Linked DNA regions of Capra hircus: region 1 is linked to region 2. A link is a contact called in public Hi-C data. All regions are on one chromosome and are shown on one strand. The core of a region is the stretch at or near the end of the contact, and the rest is flanking DNA. Distances in the headings are between cores, read along the strand shown. Region 1 has its middle 9.1 kb from the start of FABP2. Region 2 has its middle 17 kb from the start of MAD2L1.

Region 1 (5,683 bases), core at 2,164-4,663, 630 kb after region 2:
TCTTCCAGCCCAGTGTTTCTCATGATATACTCTGCAGAGAAGTTAAATAAGCAGGGTGACAATATACAGCCTTGATGTACTCCTTTTCCTATTTGCAACCAGTCTGTTGTTCCATGTCCAGGTCTAACTGTTGCTTCCTGGCCTGCATACAGATTTCTCAAGAGGCAGGTCAGGTGGTCTGGTATTCCCATCTCCTTCAGAATTTTCCACAGTTTATTTTGATCCACACAGTCAAAGGCTTTGGCATAGTCAATAAAGCAGAGATAGATGTTTTTCTGGAACTCTCTTGCTTTTTCCATGATCCAGTGGATGTTGGCAATTTGATCTCTGTTTCCTCTACATTTTCTAAAACCAGCTTGAACATCAGGAAGTTCATGGTTCACATATTGCTGAAGCCTGGCTTGGAGAATTTTGAGCATTACTTTACTACCGTGTGAGATGAGTGCAATTGTGCGGTAGTTTGAGCATTCTTTGGCATTGCCTTTCTTTGGAATTGGAATGAAAACACCTTTTCCAGTCCTGTGGCCACTGCTGAGTTTTCCAAATGTGCTGGCATATTGACTGCAGCACTTTCACAGCATCATCTTTCAGGATTTAAAATAGCTCAACTAGAATTCCATCACCTCCACTAGCTTTGTTCGTAGTGATGCTTTCTAAGGCCCACTTGACTTCACATTGCAGGATGTCTGGCTCTAGATGAGTGATCACACCATCGTGATTATCCGGGTCGTGACGATCTTTTTTGTACAGTTCTTCCATGTATTCTTGCCACCTCTTCTTAATATCTTCTGCTTCTGTTAGGTCCAGACCATTTCTGTCCTTTATCAAGCCCATCTTTGCATGAAATGTTTCCTTGGTATCTCTAATTTTCTTGAAGAGATCTCTAGTCTTTCCCATTCTGTTGTTTTCCTCTATATCTTTGCATTGATTGCTGAAGAAGGCTTTCTTATCTCTTCTTGCTATTCTTTGGAACTCTGCATTCAGATGCTTATCTTTCTTTTTCTCCTTTGCTTTTCGCTTCTCTTCTTTTCACAGCTATTTGTAAGGCCTCCCCAGACAGCCATTTTGCTTTTTTGCATTTCTTTTCCATGTGGTGGTCTTGATCCCTGTCTCCTGTACAATGTCACGAACCTCAGTCCATAGTTCATCAGGCACTCTATCTATCAGATCTAGGCCCTTAAATCTATTTCTTACTTCCACTGTATAATCATAAGGGATTTGATTTAGGTCATATCTGAATGGTCTAGCGGTTTTCCCTACTTTCTTCAATTTAAGTCTGAATTTGGTAGTAAGGAGTTCATGATCTGAGCCACAGTCAGCTCCTGGTCTTGTTTTTGCTGACTGTATAGAGCTTCTCCATCTTTGGCTGCAAAGAATAGAATCAATCTGATTTCCGTGTTGACCATCTGGTGATGTCCATGTGTAGAGTCTTCTCTTGTGTTGTTGGGTGTTTGCTATGACCAGTGCATTTTCTTGGCAAAACTCTATTAGTCTTTGCCCTGCTTCATTCCACATTCCAAGGCCAAATTTGCCTGTTACTCCAGCTGTTTCTTGACTTCCTACTTTTGCATTCCAGTCCCCTATAATGAAAAGGACATCTTTTTGGGGTTCTAGTTCTAAAAGGTCTTGTAGGTCTTCATAGAACTATTCAACTTCAGCTTCTTCCGCGTTACTGGTTGGGGCATAGACTTGGATTACTGTGATATTGAATGGTTTGCCTTGGAGATGAACAGAGATCATTCTGTCGTTTTTGAGATTGCATCCAAGTACTGCATTTTGGACTTTTTTGTTGACCATGATGGCTACTCCTGATTACTGTAATAATCTCTAAAAACCCTTTTTCAACACAGCAGTCAGAATGATCCTTTAAAAATCAAAATCAGATGAGGTTACTCTTCTGCACAAAATATTGCAATGTCTCTCATTTCTTTTACAGAAAAAGCCAATGTCCTAAAATGGCCTATAAGACCCTAGGCGATCAGATCTCCTTATTACCTATCTTACATGGGTTCCTTTTCATGGACTATCTGGGGGAAGAATGTTTCAAGTGGAGGAAATACCCTAGAACAAAGGCCTTAAGGCAGGAGCAGGCTTGTAAATTTGAAGAACACAGATTATCTTGTAAGAGTCTCCAAGGTCATCTAGAGATTATAAAAAATGTGACCAATGCTCAGGAAATATAGGCTGACTCAGCCTTCTTAAAACTCAGGAATGATGTGGCAAAAAGGGAATGGGTTTTAGAATCACATAGACTTATCCAAACTCTTATCTTTCCCATTACGGACTAAAATTCAAGTTCTGAGCCTTAATTTTTCTCACTTGAAAAACAGGGAAAAGTAGCAATGATTTTCTGATGTGGTATCAACTGAGGTATTATATACAAAACATCTACCATAGTGCTCAGCACATAGCTGGTACACAATAAATGTTACCAAGTAATACGCCCCTGTGCCCTTCTCTTGCAGAGAAAACAGAGCAAAGTCTAGCTGGAGGAGACAAGGTAATTCTTTTCTTAACATAGAAATCACGAGGCCTGTGTGGTAGATGGCCCCTAGCTGGTGGATGAGAACTCTTAGTTCTGGTTCAAGCTGTGACAACTAGATGGGCACTTGGGGCCAGTCATTTCATCTCTTCGGAATTTAGTTCAATCATCTTTAAAATGAGCTAACTAGACCTCTATTGCTAAGATACAGTCCTGAGATCCTGTTTCCGAAAAACAGTCAGGGACTCTGCCCTAAATACCCCCCTGGTATGCAGCCCAGGGACGTGCTGCAAGGACAGAGGGTGGGGTGGTGAGAGGAAGACGTCTTCCAAAATCTTAAGCTTGCTGGCTTCATGGCTGTGTGACCTGTGCAGGCCCAGGAAGGCTGGGTGCTTCATCGGATGCTCTGCTGCGAGAGTCTCAAAATTCTCAATAATGTTTGAACGAGATGTGCATTTTCATTTTATAGTGAGACCTGCAAATTATGTGGTCAGTCCTGTTCCTAGGAGATGAGTATGAATAAGTAAGATATTTTTCTATCATTAATTAGAGACTGGCAGCAAGACACCCCTGGTGGGTGAGATAGTTGTCTGGGGCAGAACAGAAGTGGGAGGGGGTTTTGATGGGATCAAGAGGGAAGGGTGATGATGGATGCACTTTTCCAAGTACAGCTGACCCGTGAACAACAGTAGGGGTTAGAGGTGCCACCCACCTCCTAGGTGAAGATCCAAGTATTACTTTACAGTTGGCCCTGAATATGTACTGCTCCGCGAACTCAACCAACCGATCATATATAGTATGTATTTATTTAAAAAAATTTCGTGTATAAGTAAATCCACGTAGTGCACACCTGTGTTGTTCAAGGCTAAACTGTACTCCGAAATGTTTCTTGACCTTCTGCACCTTGCTTCCTCTAAACTACAGCACAAGACTGCCATCTAGTGGCCAAAGACATGAATTCTTTCAAAGATTTCCAATGTGAGGCCTTCGCATTTCAGCACCTACAGGGTGTTCCAGAAAAATCTGACATACTATACTGTGTAGTTTGTAATATTAAATGCTTTCCTCAGTTTCAACTTCCAAAATAATCAGAAGTAATATGAAGACCCCTTTCCTGTTTTCCTGAACAATTCCCTAAGGTTGCTTTCATCTGTTCAATAAGAAATGATTTTTAAAATTTTTAAAAAGTACTAGTAGCAAGTATTCAATGATGAACACCACTGGTCATTAACAATGTCATAAAACTGATTCAAATGCTCAGGTTACTCCTGGGTCTGAATCAGAATACCCAGAACACCATCATCTTCAAAACTGGATGGTCATTTAGGGGTAGGGTTAGGCTTTCATTCAGTCTGTGCTAATATGTAGGGTGATATTCAGGCTCAATGACCCATGTCCAGGCTACTGGCTGGAACAGGCATTACTGAACAATTAACTGGAAAAGAACTGTAAGCAACGCAGCAATAGAAGATGAACAAGTGAGGAGCCTGGAGCACATCAACAGTCACAGTGTCCCAGGGGGCTTCTCTCATCCATAAGCATCCCCACTGAGAACTCCACCAGATCAAAGGGTTACCGAGGTCCTCCCTGCTAGATTGCCAGGAAGAAAAGAGGGAGCTCAAATACTCATCCAGTGATTAGCGCTTAGGACCCCTGTGCAGGGAGAAGACCAGCAAACATCTAAAGAAGGGCGAGAAAGTTCTCCCAGGATCTCCGCCCAGTGTTAAGACCACATCCCTCAGATTACAGGTGGCGTTAACTGGTTCTTTTCAAACAATTCAGATATACTCACTGCACTGACTGGAGAAAAATATCTGAGCGCCAAACAACAATACTCTCTCTCCACTCAAAAACAAGAGAGTCCTTTAGGGAGAGGAGTCTTTACTTAATGCCATGTCTTGCTTTGTTTTGGATAATTTTTTTAAACAAGACCTCAAGATAAGAAGGATATCAAAGCATATAAATGTGACGTTGAACTTCTTCTCTTTAACACATCCTTAGGGCAGAAAAACCTGAGTGAGGATGGGGCTTATTTCACACTTCCAGTCGCCACTAAGTATTCATCCTGTGTTCCCACAGCATGACATGCTACTATCACACAATTTTTCTGCATTCAGTTTGCTTGTCTCCTCTAGTCTGAGTTCCATTAGGGTGAAGATAGAGTCTTGTATCTATACTCCTACCCCCACTATATCCCTTTAACACACAGTAAATATTAATAACTGCAAAGGAGTGAATGAATGGAACATGCTGAACAGCCTCAGCCTTAGCAAGCCAGCCTTTCCCATCCAGCATTCTGAGTCCTTACACACAGAACCTCTACTGAAGCAAACAGCCTTAGCTGTTCCTGTACACAGATAAGCTTATTCTGAACTAGATCAACCCTACCTAGGTCCTAACAGATTAGGCCACTAGCTCCAAGAGCAGTCAATCTATATACTTGAGACCAGTCTATAAGAACTTTGTCTTAGACCAGTAATTCTAACTAGTTAAACCAGCTAAGGTCTCATTCTTGGGAATCTGACTTAAACACACAAGAAAGTCACCAGCTAGTAACAATGGATGGTAGAGGGGAATGAAGTTTGCCACCCCCAAAATATATCTCTTTGGCGTAAGGATTAATTCAGATTGATAATTTCTAAGAAACGAGAGTTAGAAAGTCTTTCTACTTTGCTCTTGGCTGCCTAAAATATTTAAATAAAGGGCTTATTCCCAAAATAGAGATATCACCAGGAATATCTGCAAAGAATATGGGCTAGGTGTGATGGGGGAAATTCTGTGGGGCCACTCAATGTCTCAATGTCTCATCTTCTCTGCGTGGCCAACAAACATTTGTTTATCAAACATGTGCTTTTTCATCTTCATGAGAACTGTCTCACTTCCCTTTTAAGTTCCAACATCCTCTTTCATCGGAGAAGGCAATGGCACCCCACTCCAGTACTCTTGCCTGGAAAATCCCATGGATGGAGGAGCCTGGTGAGCTGTAGTCCATGGGGTCGCTGAGAGTTGGACACGGCTCAGTGACTTCACTTTCACTTTTCACTTTCATGCATTGGAGAAGGAAATGGCAACCCACTCCAGTGTTCTTGCCTGGAGAATCCCAGCGACGGCAGAGCCTTGTGGGCTGCCGTCTTTGGGATCGCACAGAGTCGGACACGACTGAAGCGACTTAGCAGCAGCAGCAGCATCCTCCTTCATCTC
Region 2 (5,680 bases), core at 1,783-4,282:
AAATTTTATTACTTATATTTTCTAAAAACAGATCCCAAGTAATCTTTCCATTCTTCATGATTATGGCTTTGAAAGTCAGCAGAATTAACCTATGCTTATTTTTAAAAAAATCTAGCTGGGAAAACTACTTAATCTCCATTAGAGCAGACAATCCTGTTCCAATCTGGCAAAAACATTGTAGCCCTAGCAACAAAACTATTAGAAAAGGCCTAGAGAGAAAAATGTCAGAGCTGACCCTCTGATTACACAAGTCAGTTTATGTTACCACTTCACCTATTTTTGTCCTCCTACCATTTAATCTATGTTTATACTAGAGAAACATAATACAGTTTCATTCATTTGTCTAGGTCCATTTTCATCTACATTTATCTGCATCATTTTGCTCTGCAAGCTTGTTTGCACAAAGGAACTTAACATCTGATCAAAATCTTTATTGTCTTGGAATTTCATCTGTGTTGGAAAAGGCCTCTGAGCATAAGCAGGCTAACCACACTCTGCTTCCATGCAAGGGAAAGATCTCAAACTTCTTTAAAAACTAGTTAGATACAGATATATCAAGTAGATGCCTAGACATGGATATGATTTCTATCTGAAGGGCAGTCTCCTTGTCTATGTGCAGAAGTTAGTGGTTTTAAAAATTGAGTCAGTAATACCAAAATAGTTCATGTCTAAAATACCATTCTTGGATTGCTGTACGCAACCATAATAATCAATACAGCTCTGTGGAAACCAACTCAAAGTTTCCAGATCTTAAAAAGGAAATTTGTAGGCAATGATTATCTACCATGTGCCAAGCACCAATGAATGCTTTACATCTGTTCAGTCTCATTCCTTCTAGGAGACCAGAGGGTGGGGCTCGTGAGGAAGTGAGAGACTTGGGCTGCAGCCTGTGACCTTGGGAACTGCTGAGGGGACATGGGAAGGGCCATGGAGCAAAGAAAAGGATGAGGTCTGAGTCTCCAGTGACAAGCCCTCTGCAGTAAGCCTCAGTTCAGGACTGCGAGGAGAGAAGAGTGTGGAAAGAGAAGGGCTGGATCCAAAATGAAGGTTTCATAACTACTGATCCCTAGAAGGTAACCATGAAGGAACACTGAGTAGGTAGGAAGAGTCCTTCGTAGAATATCTTTAGCTCAACTTGTAGATAGGAATGGGCCCTGGCATCAGAATCCTCAGAACAAACTCTTCATTTTACACCTGTAAAAAGTGAGATTCAGGTAGGGTAAGTAATTTGCCCAACTTCAAACATCCTGAATACATTCCCAGACCTGACTCCAAAACCAATATTCTTTCTACTGTACCTCATTGCCTCTCAGAGACTAGGGAACAAGGAAGAGCTCCCCTGCTCCAGTGTCCATCTCAGCCAAGGAGACGTGCCACATGAATCTAACCCCAGGCTGGAGAAGAGAAAACTCACAGCCACAATATTTGACTGTCGAGGTGCATTAACTTTTTAAAAAACCTTTTCATAATAAGCTATCACTGAATGTTTGTAAACACAGAGCGTTTTGCTGTGTACCAGCAGCATTTTCTTCTATCAACATTCTCTTCTGTCATTCTTTCACTTGTTTTTGTACCAAGTGCTGTGTTGGAATTTGGGTTTCTACTTTATGGGTTTTAACCAGTTTGAGAAACAGACACAGAAAATAGGAAGAGGTTGAAATGTACTTATCACTACCTATACTATGGGGTTCCTGTTAATGCTGGGTAGGAGGATGAGGCTTAGACTTAAGGCAGAAACAGGTTTGCTCCTCTTCCTGCATGAATGAACCGTGAACACTCAGAGCACTTCCATCCTGCTCACTCAAGCCCCTAGTGTGGGAATAAGAGGGCCTGCATCCTGAATTCCCAGGGCAGAACTAGAAAGCACCTTACCTGAGCTCCCGTAAGTCTCAGGAAGTGTTCCTCTTTGTTGTTGGGATGGTGTGAGAGAAAGTGGAGAGAGGAGCCCCTAACATTTCTCCAGTCCCAGTTCCCATCAGCAGGATCAGAACAGCAGCCTGGAGGCGGAGCAAGGCGCATCCCTCCCAGTGCTGGCCGGGTTTTCACCCTTCTGTCATAGCACACTGTGCTCCACTCGCATCATGCCAGTTATCTGGCGCCCAGTCCTTCCAGGCATCTGTGTGAAAATAATATTCATGGTGATGGCGATAAGCATTTTTTTTTTACTTTGGTAATTATGTATTTTAATATGTATTCAGAAAAATATATAACACATTTTAACATACGAGCTAAAGATTTTTAAGTACACATAACATTTTTTTTTAAGCATTAGTGTGGGTGATAGGCAAATAAAGAAAAGTCACGAAGGCAACGTGTATATGAAGGGAGGCTGGGAGGCGATGTCCTGAGCCATGCCCTCATGAGGTCAGATCAGACGTAAGCCAGGGTGGCCGTCCCTAAGCGGGGCAGGCTGCGTGCTCACAGGGCTGCGTGCTGTCACCATCCGGCACTCTGCTCCTGGCTGCACAAACCTCCCCATTGGAACTACTGACGGGCATTTCACTCTTTGCCCACAAAAGACTCTAGCAGCATATGAGTCAGACAGGATTCCATGCAGCACCATAAACTCAAAATTCACTCCCTATTCTATTCTTATCACTAATTATGTCCTAGCATGCTGTCCAAAATACATCAGCAGACTTTATGAAATGAACACAAAGACTGGATCAACAACGGAAAAACGCTCCAAATTCAAACAATAGGAAGCTCTTATTATTTGACTTCCTCAAAACTAACTCTCCCTGCGAATAAAAGACCATAGAAATTAAAGCCCAAATGCCTTCACTCCCAATGTTATGGGCTCAGTATCAGCCAGAGGGTCTTACATAGTTGTCTGGCTTCCTATATCTGCAGCTGCGTCCTAGGCTCTCTTTCATAAGAATGGAGCTTCTTTAAATCCTAATCTCTAGTTGTGTAATGTGGGTCAACACTGCTATTCTCAGCCAAAGAACACGACAGACGACTCGGCTGTGCCTGTGTTGGAGACAGTGAGGGCTTGAGAAGAGCGGGTCCCAGTCCCAGAAGAGCAGGCCAGCCAGCTGTGCCAGAGTCAAATCCACGGTCTGGGATTCTGCTCTCGCTGACCGGAAACTGCCCAACAGCTGTGCTTGTCCATGTTTAATATATGTGTGTACTTCTTCTTTGTGCTTTTTCTTGTTTGGTTTGGGTGGTGCTCGTGCGATCTCCCCATATATGCTGCCTACTTTGTCTCAGAGTAACATGCGAGACATTATTGCCTTCTTAGAAAATTTAGATATTCTAGTTTCTTGTCTCATGCAAGATTGTGGTCTAGAGAAAACCACTACTTCCAAATTCTTCCAACCATATTCTTTCTAGGAGTGAAGTACACTTTTCTCCATGAAAATATGAGGAATGGGGTAGAGACCATCACCCTGCTTCCTTAGCACTATGTTTTTTAACTTAATAATATACATTGCTTTATTTATTCTGATTATTGTGATTGTCATCACTTCCATAAACTTTTCCTTCCTACCTAGGTAGGTTGAGTTGGACCCAGATAGGCAGTAGGTGACCAGAGTCAAAATTAAAATTAAAACACCAGGATCTCAGTAAGACCAGAGGGTCAGGATTACTCTTGTAGTGTTGGTGGGAATGTAAACTGCTTCAACCACTGTGAAAAATAGTTTGAAGGCTTCTTTGAAAATTGAGGACAGCATTTCTAACTGATGCAGCAATTCTATTGGGTTAGCCAAAAAGTTCATTCAGGTTTTTCCATAGCATCTTATAGAAAAAAAGCTGAATGACATTTTTGGCCAACCCAAAACTTTCAGGTATTTGTCTGAAGAAAAGAAAAACACTAATCTGAAAAGATATAGGCACCCCTGTGTTCACTGCAGCATTATTACAACAGCCAAGATATGGAAATGACCGACATGTCCAAGATGGATAAAGATGCTACACACACACACACACACACACACGCACGCACGCACCAGAAGAGTAGGCAGCCATAAGTGAAGGAAGCCTTGCCCTCTGGACGACATGGATGGAGCTCGAAGGCATTCTGCTAAGTGAAATAAGACAGGTGAAGATAGACAAATACCATATAATTTCTCTTACATGGAATATAAAAAAACAAAAACAAAACTCATAGATTCAGAGGACAGACTGCTGGTTACCAGAAGGGAAGGGGTTAAAGGAGGGTGAAATGAAGGAAGGGGATCAAGTGTATGGTGATGGCTGGTTACTAGACTTACTGATTTCTTTGTACTGTATGCCAAAGTTGATTTATAATATTGTCTACCTGAAGCTTGTATGAATATGATATACTAATTTTACCTCAATTTTAAAAAAAAAAAATTTAAGAAAAAGGAACAGAAGGATTCAAAAGTTTAGCAAGACTTTAAGGAGATTCTAGATATCACAGATTAAATCCAAAAGTTAGTATTCCAAAAGGTGGGCCATCGAAAACATAAAACACAAGCGTAAGCCAAAAAAGAAAAACCTAAACCTGAACTTCAGGGCAGAAACTTTGCTGTTTCCCTCCTTCCTGTCTTGGCAGGATCTGACTGATCGTTAGTGTAAGGAGAAAGACTGCAGCTGCGGAGGGAAGTGGTGCCAAGAGTTGCAGCTGCAGAAATTTCTTGCTTTCGTTTTTTCACTTTAAATGTGTAAAATTAATACATATGCAAGTTAAAAAAAAAAATCCAACAGTACAGAGTTGTGCCAAATGAAAAGTTCTCTACCTGACCTCATTCTCCCACTCCCCATATCTAAGTCAGCTCCCCACATTTAAAAACTTTTTTATTCTGCTGCTGGTTATTACCATACCTCTGAAACTTGTTAGTTCGTCCACCTCTTGTTCATCAACTTTAGATAGTATCTACTGAGAGATGATAAATTTAGTTCATATTTCTTTATCCATTGCTAAGGTTTTCCATTTATAGTATTTTGGTTCTTCTGGTGGTTAGCTATAACTTTAAATAATATGCTTAGTCTCCGTATTTTGTTACATCAATTTTAGATAGCGTATCTTGACAAGGTGAGAAGAATTTGTGCCTGAAATAAACTTCCACATGTATCTGCTGCCTTTAACGTTCAAAATTCCTTTTTCTTACATGATCAATGTCAATATTAGATTCTCTTTTATAGTTATTATTGTCTTCCAAGTTTTATTTATATGCTGATTCTATAAACTGAAATAGCAATTACATTACTGCATTATGAATTACTACTTACTCAAATATTGAATAACTTTATTTATTGAGAAAAATAAGGTAATCTACATGATAAGATGGAAAGATGAATGTTCCAAGTGTCAAGGTCAAATCGGATTCCTTAAACTCAATCTTCAAGACTTTCAAATAACTTATTCATTTAGGCAATGATACTATGACCAACCTAGACAGCATATTAAAAAGCAGAGACATTACTCTGCCAACAAAGGTCTGTCTAGTCAAAGCTATAGTTTTTCCAGTGGTCATGTATGGATGTGAGAGTCAGACCATAAAGAAAACTGAGCATTGAAGAATTGATGCTTTTGAACTGTGGTGTGGGAGGAGGCTCTTGAGAGTCCCTTGGACTGCAAGGAGATCCAGCCAGTCCATCCTAAAGGAAATCAGTCCTGAATATTCATTGGAAGGACTGATGCTGAAGCTCAAACTCCAATACTTTGGCCACCTGATGGGAAGAACCGACTCTTTGGAAAAGAACTTGATGC

The links. A called contact is a pair of places that touch in the nucleus more often than the background predicts.
Region 1: a Hi-C map of blood shows a contact between it and region 2, with 6 times the contacts expected there. The contact joins two enhancer-like sites. A contact is called at or near these places in 2 of 5 Hi-C or Micro-C datasets (blood and liver).

The regions. Positions count from the first base shown.
Region 1 is chr6:6,424,303-6,429,985 of ARS1.2, forward strand. No RefSeq gene overlaps it. Among named protein-coding and RNA genes, the nearest start is that of FABP2, 9.1 kb to the left of the region's middle. Within about 2 kb of position 3,414, at least 1 of the 5 cell types and tissues checked has an H3K27ac peak or open chromatin away from gene starts, as enhancers often do.
Region 2 is chr6:5,794,934-5,800,613 of ARS1.2, forward strand. No RefSeq gene overlaps it. Among named protein-coding and RNA genes, the nearest start is that of MAD2L1, 17 kb to the left of the region's middle. Within about 2 kb of position 3,033, at least 3 of the 5 cell types and tissues checked have an H3K27ac peak or open chromatin away from gene starts, as enhancers often do.